Linked DNA regions of Zea mays: region 2 is linked to region 1. A link is a contact called in public Hi-C data. All regions are on one chromosome and are shown on one strand. Each heading gives the region's core, a stretch centred on a gene start, on an enhancer-like site or on the middle of the called end of the contact. The rest is flanking DNA. Distances are from core to core; before and after follow the strand shown. Region 1 has its middle 10 kb from the start of LOC109939734. Region 2 has its middle 33 kb from the start of LOC100275702.

What was found. Hi-C and Micro-C count contacts between places; a contact is called where the count stands out from the background.
Region 2: a contact with region 1 is called in a Hi-C map of endosperm, with 2.8 times the contacts expected there. The contact joins two enhancer-like sites. A contact is called at or near these places in 7 of 25 Hi-C or Micro-C datasets (ear, endosperm and leaf).

Annotation. Positions count from the first base shown.
Region 1 is chr5:89,450,095-89,455,421 of Zm-B73-REFERENCE-NAM-5.0, forward strand. No RefSeq gene overlaps it. Among protein-coding and RNA genes, the nearest start is that of LOC109939734, 10 kb to the right of the region's middle. Within about 2 kb of position 2,942, at least 1 of the 20 cell types and tissues checked has an H3K27ac peak or open chromatin away from gene starts, as enhancers often do. A contact at or near this core is called in endosperm, where this site is marked.
Region 2 is chr5:89,523,123-89,528,449 of Zm-B73-REFERENCE-NAM-5.0, forward strand. No RefSeq gene overlaps it. Among protein-coding and RNA genes, the nearest start is that of LOC100275702, 33 kb to the right of the region's middle. Within about 2 kb of position 2,574, at least 1 of the 20 cell types and tissues checked has an H3K27ac peak or open chromatin away from gene starts, as enhancers often do. A contact at or near this core is called in endosperm, where this site is marked.

The sequences.
Region 1 (5,327 bases), core at 1,692-4,191:
GATGATCCTTCGGTGTTGAGACTTACCTTGCTCAATACCTTAGACACCAAAAGATCCACTAGATCGTCATTGTAATCAAATGTTCCCTTACCTTTATCTTCTTTGGCCTTTCTTCTTGATTCTTCTTCTTCGACCTTTTTCTTAGCATCTTCCTCTTTCATTTTGAGGAACATTCTCTCGGCAATCTTCATGGCGAGGTCGAGGACCTTGGGGTCCACTTCCTCACCGGAAGATGTGATGGGGATTTCCTCGAGGAGAGGATCCACATGGTCCCGTTGAGTAGACATGATCGTTTCCTCACGCGGTTAAGCGTAAAACGAGGTACGAAGCTCTGATACCAATTGAAAGTAGCCTAGAGGGGGGGGTGAATAGGCTAATCTGAAAATTTTCACAACAAACTTCGAAAGATTGTTAAATACACAGTTCGACTGGTGCAGGCCGGTTCAACAGCTACGTGCGCAAGTTGAACCACTCTGAACCAATCCAACTGTTTTATAAACTTTAGACTAAAATCTACTCGAAAAAGTATTTCGCAAGTTCTTGAGAGAAGTAAGATATAGCTAAGTGAGGATGAAAAGATGAATATGTAAAGGCTATTTTACTTCTAGATAAACTCTACGGAAAAATCTTTATGTCAATCTTGCAAGTAAAAATATCTCAAGTTAAAACAAGCAAGAACACAAGACACAAGATTTAATCCGAGGTTCGGCCACACCACAAAGGTGTCCTACTCCCCGTTGAGGAGCCCACAAAGGGCCGGGTCTTTTTCAACTCTAATCCTCCAAAAGCCGACCACAAAGGTCAAGGCAATCTCTTCTTATCTTAGCTCAAAGAGCGGGTGATACAAACTTCTTGGGGTCATCCACAAATTTGGAGACTCCCAAGCAATCTCAAAAGATCTTAAAACCTAGGGTTTCAAGAACACCAAGAACGCACAAGAGGGGTTTGCACAAGCTCAAGTCTTTGTAAAAGAGATGGGAGAGGAAAAACATATCGTGAGCACAAACACAAACCTCACACCCAAGAGCTCCTCCAACAAGGTTGAATCTTGAGGAAGATTTAAGTGTGAGAGAGATGGAGAGATGAGTGCTTTGTCTCAAGTTAGGTGAGCAATAAATGAGTGAGTGTTCAGCCATATTGAAGAAGAGAGAGAGAGGGCTCTATTTATAGTCACGACTCAAAAACTAGCCGTTTGACCAAAAACCCCGCTGAAAACCGGTTGAACCGCCCCCTGACAGGTCAGCAGTCTGTCTGCCAGTCTGACTGCCAGACTGACTGGCAGACTGACCCGCAGGCGGGTCAGACAGGCCAGGACCGGTTGAACCGCCCCCTAGGGCGGTTGAACCGCCCCCTGACACCCCTGGCGACCTGACTGCCAGTCTGACTGGCAGACTGCAGATCAGAAGTCAGAGGGTCAGAGACCAGTTGAGCTGCCCCCCAGGACCAGTTCAGCTGGTCTAGACCAGAGAGTTTTGGAGAGAAAACCCTAGCTCAGCTGCCCGGGGGCAAGTTCAGCTGGGTATGGTCAAAGAGGTCCATAGCTGAAGTTGAAGTTCAGCTGGAGTTGAAAGTCCAACTCAGCTGAAGTCCAGCTCAGCTGCAGCTGAAGAAGCTCATCACAACTGAAGTTAAGTTTAGCTGGAAAGCTCAACTGCAGTTGAAGAAGTTCAGCTGCTTTTCAGCAAGAACACTCTAAGTTTCTCAACCCAAACCATGGTCAACCAAATAATGTTAAAGAGATTTTTGGTTTTCAAAAATAGCTTTTGAATTAGAGGACTTGAGCTATAGCAAACACCTATACCTGTGCGGAAAAGAACAAGGAAGAATTACATCATGCAACACAAGATTTTACATAAATTTTATACGTCCGTTGCATGAAGTCCTTGGTGCTTCCTTAAGTTCCTGTTTCCTTCTAATCAAACACTGAGAACAAAAACTGTTAGTACCCTTATTTGTTTTGTCATTAAATCACCAAAACCCTCACTTGGGGTTGATTGCACTTACAATCACATATATTGTATATCTAAAAACCAACTAAACAATGATGCACTTAATAATTAGCATCTAGTTAGGTGCCTATGCGCTGCAACGACATACAAAATATTTGACAAAATGCTAGTACACAACGATTACATATAGTAAAGTTCTCGTGTGTTGCTACGATTTTCATATATATGTACATTTGATTATAGAGTATAAAATATAAAGACATGTGTATTTTCCAATTAAATGTTTAACTGTGGATCTGGCCGAGACGACAAATTGATTACAAAGTAATATAAGAGACTTTTTTAAATGACGAGTAAATTAAGAATTCATGCGAGTAAGCAAATCATATTTCTGAACCTTCTATGCTGCACACATACTTGCAAACTTGCATTAAGTATTAGCAAATGAAGGTAGAACACAGAAAGCGTTCATGCACTTAAGGACGTTAGTTCTTATTGATACAACAATCTGCAGAAGAACAACTTTGTCGTTCCAGTCTGGGTTTTCCTCAAGAAACTTTTCAAATGCCAGAATCTTTTGTAGAATTCCCTTAATCATGTCAAGTTGATCAACACCAAGCATTACCTATCACATTATCAAAGAACACAACTATATGAAGGATAATAATATATTCAACGCCAGCAAAAAGATAAAATTCAAAGTGAAAGGAGTTACAAATGTAACAATAACGTGCATGAAGTGGGGAAAGGCAAAAAATAGTGACGGTTAAAGGATGAAGAAGAGTACTTAAAACTACTAAAATATACAAGGTAGACCTAAGCGGAATAAAAGAAAAAACAGTAGCAGTATCCTGTCACCAAGAGAGGCGATGATCAGCTAGCATTAGACAAGAAAAGAAAAAGATGACTTACAAGGCATTCAGCACCCACAGTACTGTAGAGTGCATGGTATGCTAAACTGATAAGTACATAATACATTAGGGAGCACAATAGAAATACTGCTGCTTATCAATATAAAATGTAGGGAAATGTAGTATCACAATACCACTCAGCTATAACCACAGTCCACGGTAAATTGGCCAGCTATTTTTATCAGTACATTTATTTAGATACTGTGTAAGGTCTTTGATGCATACCTTTGGTCGCTAATAGCTTACAGAACATATTCTTAGAGTCCTTCAAATATATTATATTCTGCAAGTGTTTTTTCTAATACATATCTACCCTACATGTCTCCAACAAAGTTAATGATGTTTAGTCTTATGTTTACTCTGTATTGTCATAAGCGATATGTTTTTGAGACCAGAGGTAGTATAAAGCTTCAGACTAATATGGTATTTATTCTTCAGAGGTGAACACTTTTGATTTTTCATTATAGTCATCTAGAAGCAAACTGCAATAATTCACTGCAATAATTCATATATTCAGAAAAGTTCTCTTATTCTTGTATTCTTGGGCCCCATGCACAACAAATCCTTATCCTAATACCAAGTCATGACCAGAGATACCATTTTGAATTCGTCACAGGATTGTCATCAATTCCTTATGCTTGCCAACAACATCAAACACTTGAAAGACCATATTCAAAATTATATAAATGAACAATTGGATATAGATATTTCCATGTGCAACCTAATATATAGATGAACTTGTTTTCTATCTGATTTCTTGCAATAATTGATTTTGACTTTGTTCTAGAGTAAGTAAAGGGCAAGTGTTTTCATACCTTTCGACAGGCAAAACGTTGTGTCAGTTCACTAATGTGCCTTTTTACTACTGGAAGCTCCAATTGCTCCCTTGAAAGTTGAAACTATCAGAGTATATCCCAGTAGGAAACTAAAGATTTCAGCCAAGTGAATGAAAAGAATCATTCACTAATTTCGAAAATACATTTTGGATAATGTAACACCCTAAATTTGGGGTATAAAATTTCTTTGCTCATATTCACAAATTCAGGTGTTACTCCTCCCTTCACACCTTTCCCAATCTCCTCTTTCTCTTTTCTATAGAGGAAGGATGGTTATTTCTTTATTTGTAATTATAATCTAGTAGGCTAAACTCCAAGGGAGTATAAAATGTTGCATCATGTTGAACCCTAAACTTCACTTTTGTTTGATGCATATGCTTGAGGGTGCTAATTTGAATTTGTGGCATATTTGGAATTGAATCAAATGGAGTAAATAAAAAGAAAAGGGAAAACAATTGCTAAAATAAAAGAAAAAGGAAAAGTGGCCCACACCCCCTGTTCCCCTCGGCCTTTCGGCCCAGCCGGCCCATCCCGCGCGCGTGCCCTTTCCCCCCCTTCCTCTCTCTGTCCTGGCGGGCCTACCTATCAGCGCGGCCGCTTTCCCCGCGCGTGCGCCCGCTCCCTCGCTCTCTCTGCTCGCGGGCCCCCTCTGTCAGCTCCCTCGTCCCCGCGTAACCGCCCTTCCGAGCTGCGCGTGCCGAGGACTCCGCGCCCACGTCGCGCGTAGAGCTCGCAACCGCCCCGCCCTCGGCTACTTGAGCCCCAGAGCCCCGCTCACCCTCTCCCTCCCTCATTTGCGCACCTGCAGAACCCCTTTTCAACCTTCCCCCACGCTGCGCGCACGCCAGAGAGGAGCCGCCGTTGCCCGCCGCCGTCCCGAGCCCGTTTCCCCGTCGGCGTCGGAGCCCCGCCGTGCCCTCTGCCACGGTGAGCTTTGCCTCGACGTCCGCAACTCGGGACACACTCCAATTTCTCCTCTCCCTCCCTGATTTCCTCTGCCCACGCTCACCCGCCGTCCTCCGCGCAGCCGCCGTGGTCCGCCACCGTTGACCCGAGCCGTCGTCGCGCCTTCGCCGCCACTGAGAGGTCCCTGGGGTACACCTTGAGGTAAGGAACCTCCCCTGCCCTCTCCTTTTCCCTCCCTTGCTCCCTGCTGCGCTTAATTTCTCGTCGGAGTCGGTTGGCGCCGCCGCCGAGCCATCTCGCCGTGGGCCGCCACCCTCTGGTGCCCCTACCGCGATTTAGCCCCCGCCAGTAAGTTCCCCGCGCCTTCCCCAATCTCCCAGACCATCCCGGTCGCCCTAAGACCCGTGGAGCCCCCGCGCCCCTTGTCTCCGGCGAGCTTCCCCGCCGCGGGTACGGGCACCGCCATCCCTGCTGGCCGGAGAAGGGTACGGAAGCTGGCCGCCTGATCCCCGCTGTCCATCTCAGATCGGACGGTCCCTTTTTAAATAACCCGAGCCTAATCTTAGCCGTCCGCCTGGGATCTGACGGCCCAGAGCCGCCCCCCGCCTTCCTGTCGCCGGGCCCCGCCTGTCAGTCGCCCGCGCCCGCTCTGCCCGCGCGGCCTCGCCTGTCAGCCGCCCACGCTCGCTCTGCCCACGCGGCCCCGCCTGTCAGCCGCTCGCGCG
Region 2 (5,327 bases), core at 1,324-3,823, 73 kb after region 1:
TAACTTATGCACATCTGTCAAAATGCAAACTTGTTACATTTCTACACTTTGTATTTGCTTTGGTTTGTGTTGGCATCAATCACCAAAAAGGGGGAGATTGAAAGGGAAATAGTCTCAACATTTCCTATAATAGATTTTGGTGTTTGACGACCATCACAAACCTTGTGGACTAACCAGTTTTGCCTAGTTGATCATTTCACAGGTGCATAAGTTCATCTACAACTATTCTAAGTCGACTGTCCGGAATACCGTAGATTATTCCGGACAGGAGAAGTTTTTTGGAAAAATAGACTAAGCGCGGACCGTCCGAGCCTTTGCGGCGGACCATCCGCGATACCAGGATGACCCTCGGACAAAACCAATGCAAAAATCCAAGTCTACACTACGGACCGTCCGGAGGAAAAGCAAGCACCATCCGAGACCACGCGCGGACCGTCCGGCCTCAGGCGCGGACCGTCCGATAGGTGAGGAACCAAAAATTCCGAAGGTGACGGGTTCGGTAAAATGAATTATAGCGTCCTCGCGGACCGTCCGGGGTGCACGACCGGACCGTCCGCGACTGCCTTTATTTGACATCTGACGATGCATTAAATGCAAAATAGCCGTTGATATAGCCGTTACTGCTGACCGTTGCGTTTTCAGCCGTTGATGTGGAGGGGCAGACCGTCCGGACCAGGGGCGCGGACCGTCCGCGGTTGGCAGAATTGGAGCAACAACTAGGAAGTGGTTGGTGGCTATAAATACAACCCCAACCACCTCCATTCATATCATCCAAGCATTCCAATCATCTACATTCAATACAAGAGCTAGAAATCCATTCCAAGACACAATCAAAGCTTCAATCTCTCCCAGTTCCACAATTGAGACAAGTGATCATTAGTGATTAGTGACTTGAGAGATAGAGAGTGATCCGTGTGTTATTTGTCGCTCTTGTCGCTTGGTGTTTGCAATCATGCTTTCTTCTTCCTCATTCTTATTCTTCAAGTGACTTGTAATCAAAGCAAGAGACACCAATTGTGTGGTGGTCTTTGTTGGGTCTAAGTGACCCATTTGATTAAGGAGAAAGCTCACTCGGTCTAGGTGACCGTTTGAGAGAGGGAAAGGGTTGAAAGAGACCCAGTCTTTGTGAGCACCTCAACATTGAGTAGGTTTGTAAGAACCAAACCTCGGTAAAACAAATCATCGTGTCATCCGCTTTCATTTGCTTGTGATTTGTTTTCGCCCTCTCTTTCGGACTCGATTATATTTCTAACGTTAACCCGGCTTGTAGATTGTGCTTAAAGTTCATAAATTTTAGATTTGCCTATTCACCCCCCCCCTCTAGGCGACTTTCACCGAGGCGGTGCCCGCAGCAGTGAGGGCCCCACCGACGGCGGTGGGCCCTGCCCCCACGTCGCCCCGAGCACAGGGGAGGCGGGAACGGACCCCCACGCCCCCACCACCAGCGCCTGCGCACCCGCAGGGGAGGCAGCGGCGGCGGTTGGGAGGGGGTAGGGAGGGGCCAGGGGGGCGCGCCCACCCACGGCGGCCGCAGCAGCGGCAGGGCCCGCGTGGCCCCCCACGGCAGCGACGGCGGCCCCACTGCCCGCGCGGCCAGGAGAGGAAGCGACGGCACGCCTGCCAGGGGAGGCGGCCCGCGCCCAGGAGGAGAGGGGTGGGAAGGTGGAGGGGGAGAGAGGAGGCTGCTCGCCAGCCATGGGGAGGAGCGGCGGCGACGCACGCCTGGGGAGGAGCGGCAGCGACGGCTATAGGGGAGAGGGAGGCGGCGACGACTGTAGGGGAGGGAGGAAAACCTGGGCTGATGATACCATGTTAGAGGTAATAATTGTATATTAGGGCTAACCCTATAGGGTAGCTATATAGTGTTTGTACATGGGCCACATGGGCCTAGCCATATACTCTAACAGTTACGATACACTTTAAGTACGTGTAGAACATATGGCTCATAAAAGCATCAGTTTTGTGTTTTACTACTGCAACCCTGGTTAGTCTTCCTTGATCTTCCACACACTCATGGGTACCCTCAAGTCCAAGTATTCTTTCAAGAGGCAGCTGGGAATAAAACAAAAGATGCCAAATAGGACATCTCCGAACAATAATTAAATAATATAATATAGATGCTATTGAATAGTGGTTATCTGGGTACACCATAAAAAGATGGCAACAAAATCATGATGAAAAGGAAATCAATCATTGGGTTGATGCCCTGCCACCGCATGTCTTTCCACTATTCTGAAACTAAGCTAGTGAGCTCTGTATCAGGAAAGGAGGCATTCCATAGAGCCCTAAGCGATTCCTAAATCCAAAGCACATAGTATAATAAAATTCACATGTCAACAACGGAGAAGGAATCAAGGAGGAGGCATGACTCCCTGTGCGGTCGTCCAGCTCCGTGACGATGCGCCTTCACCGGTGACTCTTGTGGACCAGAAGAGGTTCAGACTACAGAAATCAATGAAAAGCAAAGGCCAATCATACCTGGAGAATTCTAGCAAGCACTCGAGGGCTTCCCTTGAGGCGGAGCTTCGACCGCTTCTCGCGTGACGGCGGCAGCGCACGCGGGGTTGAGGCAATCGGGCGGCGGCATAAATGTTAGGGTTTAGCACCGGATCTGTATGTAGTCATAAGTCTCATGGGTTTATGGGCTGGCCAATCATACCTGAAGCATTCTAACTTCACATATATTGTAAATCTAAAAACCAGCCACGCCAAGAACTGGTGGCGCTGGCCACCAACCGGCCCTCCCTCTCCGGCAAAAATCATGGCGAGCAATGGCCCAATCCTACCTTCTTCACTGATCGACAATTGAAAAGGGGAGGGAGCAGTGTGCACAGCACATGAAGATTACCGCACGATGGCTAGAGACCAGGGGGCACGCGACCGAGGCGTAGCTGGAGCTTAGAGGAGAGCATGAAGGAGTCGCGTCCAAGAGGACTGCTGAGGAGGACGAACCTTTATATCTAAGGGAGAGGGGGGATTCGGATGGGACGGCGTCTCCCGCAACAGCCGGGCGCGGATGCCGGGGCGCAAGGCCGGGGCTGGCATGTGTGGCATGTGCGACGGATATTGCGTGAGGCCGGTGGCGCGGACGGTGTGGACAGCAGGGGCAAGGGTCAGGATGGCGCGACGGCTGTTGCATGAGGCCGGTGGCGGGGACGGCGCCGGGGCTGGCATGTGCGGTGGCTATAGGCCGGTGGCGGGGACGGCAGGGGCAAGGGTCGGGGTTTAGGGATGGCGCGACGGCTGTTGTGCTGTTGAGATGCTCGGCCCGGTGGTGGGGATGACGGGGACGCCAGGGGCAAGGGTTGGGGTTTAGGGATGGCACGGCGACTGTTGCGCGAGGCCGTTGAGATGCTCGGCGGGTTCATTTGAAAGAAGTATAAGGGTTTTTTTTTGCAAAAAAGATGACACAGGACGACCGTTGAAACTGGTGCTTTAAGTATAGTATAGACTAGTCAATAGTCAAGTGCCCGTGCGTTGCAATGACACGCAAATTATTCATGCACAATGATTACATAAAAACAAGTAACACATAATATGGATCACAATCTTACAAATTATACAAATCAATTTACAATCAAATGTGAATATACATTAAAATTCATACCAAAAGGACGAGAATAACAAGTGAGAGCAAAAATTCTGAATCTTTGTTTCTTATCCTAAACTTGAGTATCTGCAAATAAAATCACATATATTGTATATCTAAAACCAACTAAACACTGATGATGAAAGGGAAATAGTCTCAATATTTCCTATAATCGATTTTGGTGTTTGACGACCATCACAAACCTTGTGGACTAACCAGTTTGCCCAGTTGATCATTTCACAGGTGCATAAGTTCATCTACAACCATTTTAAGTCGACTGCCCAGAATACCGTAGACTATTCCGGACAGGAGAAGCTTTTTGGAAAAACATCTACGCGCGGACCGTCCGGGCCCTTGCGTCGGACCTTCCGCGGCACCAAGGTGACCCTCGGACAGGAACACTGCAAAAACACAAGTCTACACTACGGACCGTCCGACGGAGAAGCGAGCACCGTCCGAGACCAAGCGTGGACCGTCCGGCCTCAGGCGCGGACCGTCCGGTCGGTGAAAACTAGAAAACCCCGAAGGTGACAGGTTCGGTAAAATGTAATTTTAGCGTCCTCGCGGACCGTCCGGGGTGCACGACCGGACCGTCTGCGACTGCCGCACCTGACATCTGACGACGCATTTAATGCATAGTAGTCGTTGATATAGCCGTTACTGCTGACCATTGCGATTTCAGACGTTGATGTACAGGGGCGGACCGTCCGGACCAAGGGTGCGGACCGTCTGGATCAGGGGCGCGGACCGTCCGCGGTCGGCAGAAAAGGAGCAACGACTAGGAAGTGGTTGGGGGCTATAAATACAAGCCCAACCTCCTCCATTCACTACACCTAAGCACTCCAATACTTCACATTCAATACAAGAGCTAGCAATCCATTCAAAGACACAATCAAAGCTTCCAATCTCTCCAAGTTCCACAATTGAGACAAGTGATCATTAGTGATTAGTGACTTGAGAGAGAGAGTGATCTGTGTGTTATTTGTCGCTATTGTCGCTTGGCTTTTGCAATCGTGCTTTCTTCTTCTCTAATTCTTATTCTCAAGTGACTTGTAATCAAAGCAAGAGACACCAAGTGTGTGGTGGTCCTTGCGGGGTCTAAGTGGCCTATTTGATTAAGGAGAAAGCTCACTCGGTCTAAGTAACCGTTTGAGAGAGGGAAAGGGTTGAAAGAGACCCGGTCTTTGTGACCACCTCAACGGGGACTAGGTTCTTTGGAACCGAACCTCGGTAAAAGAAATCACCGTGTTCATCCGCTTTATTTCTTGGTTGATTTGTTTTCCCTCTCTTTCGGACTCGGATTTAATTCTAACGCTAACCCCGGCTTGTAGTGTGTGCTTAAGTTTATAAATTTCAGATTCCGCCTATCCACCCCCCTCTAGGCGACTTTCAATTGGTATCAGAACCCGGTACTTCATTAGAGTCACTACACCAAAATAGTGAACTTCCTAGAGCCTAAACCGTAGGAAGTTAGCCCTAAACTCTAGGAAGTTAGGTAAACTCTCGGAAGTTAAGCCATCCCGTCGGAAGTTTGGCTCTCGAAATTTTTTTGTCGGAAGTTAGCTTAACTTCCTAGAGCCCTCGAGGAAGTTATCTAACTTCCTATAGCCATAGAAGCCTTTCAGAAGTTAGTAGGTTCTCGGAAGTTAGTAGCTTCACGCCGTCAGCGCCGTCAGCTGACTAACTTCTTACGACTAACTTCCTACGGCTGACTGTAGCCCGGCCTCTAGGAAGTTAA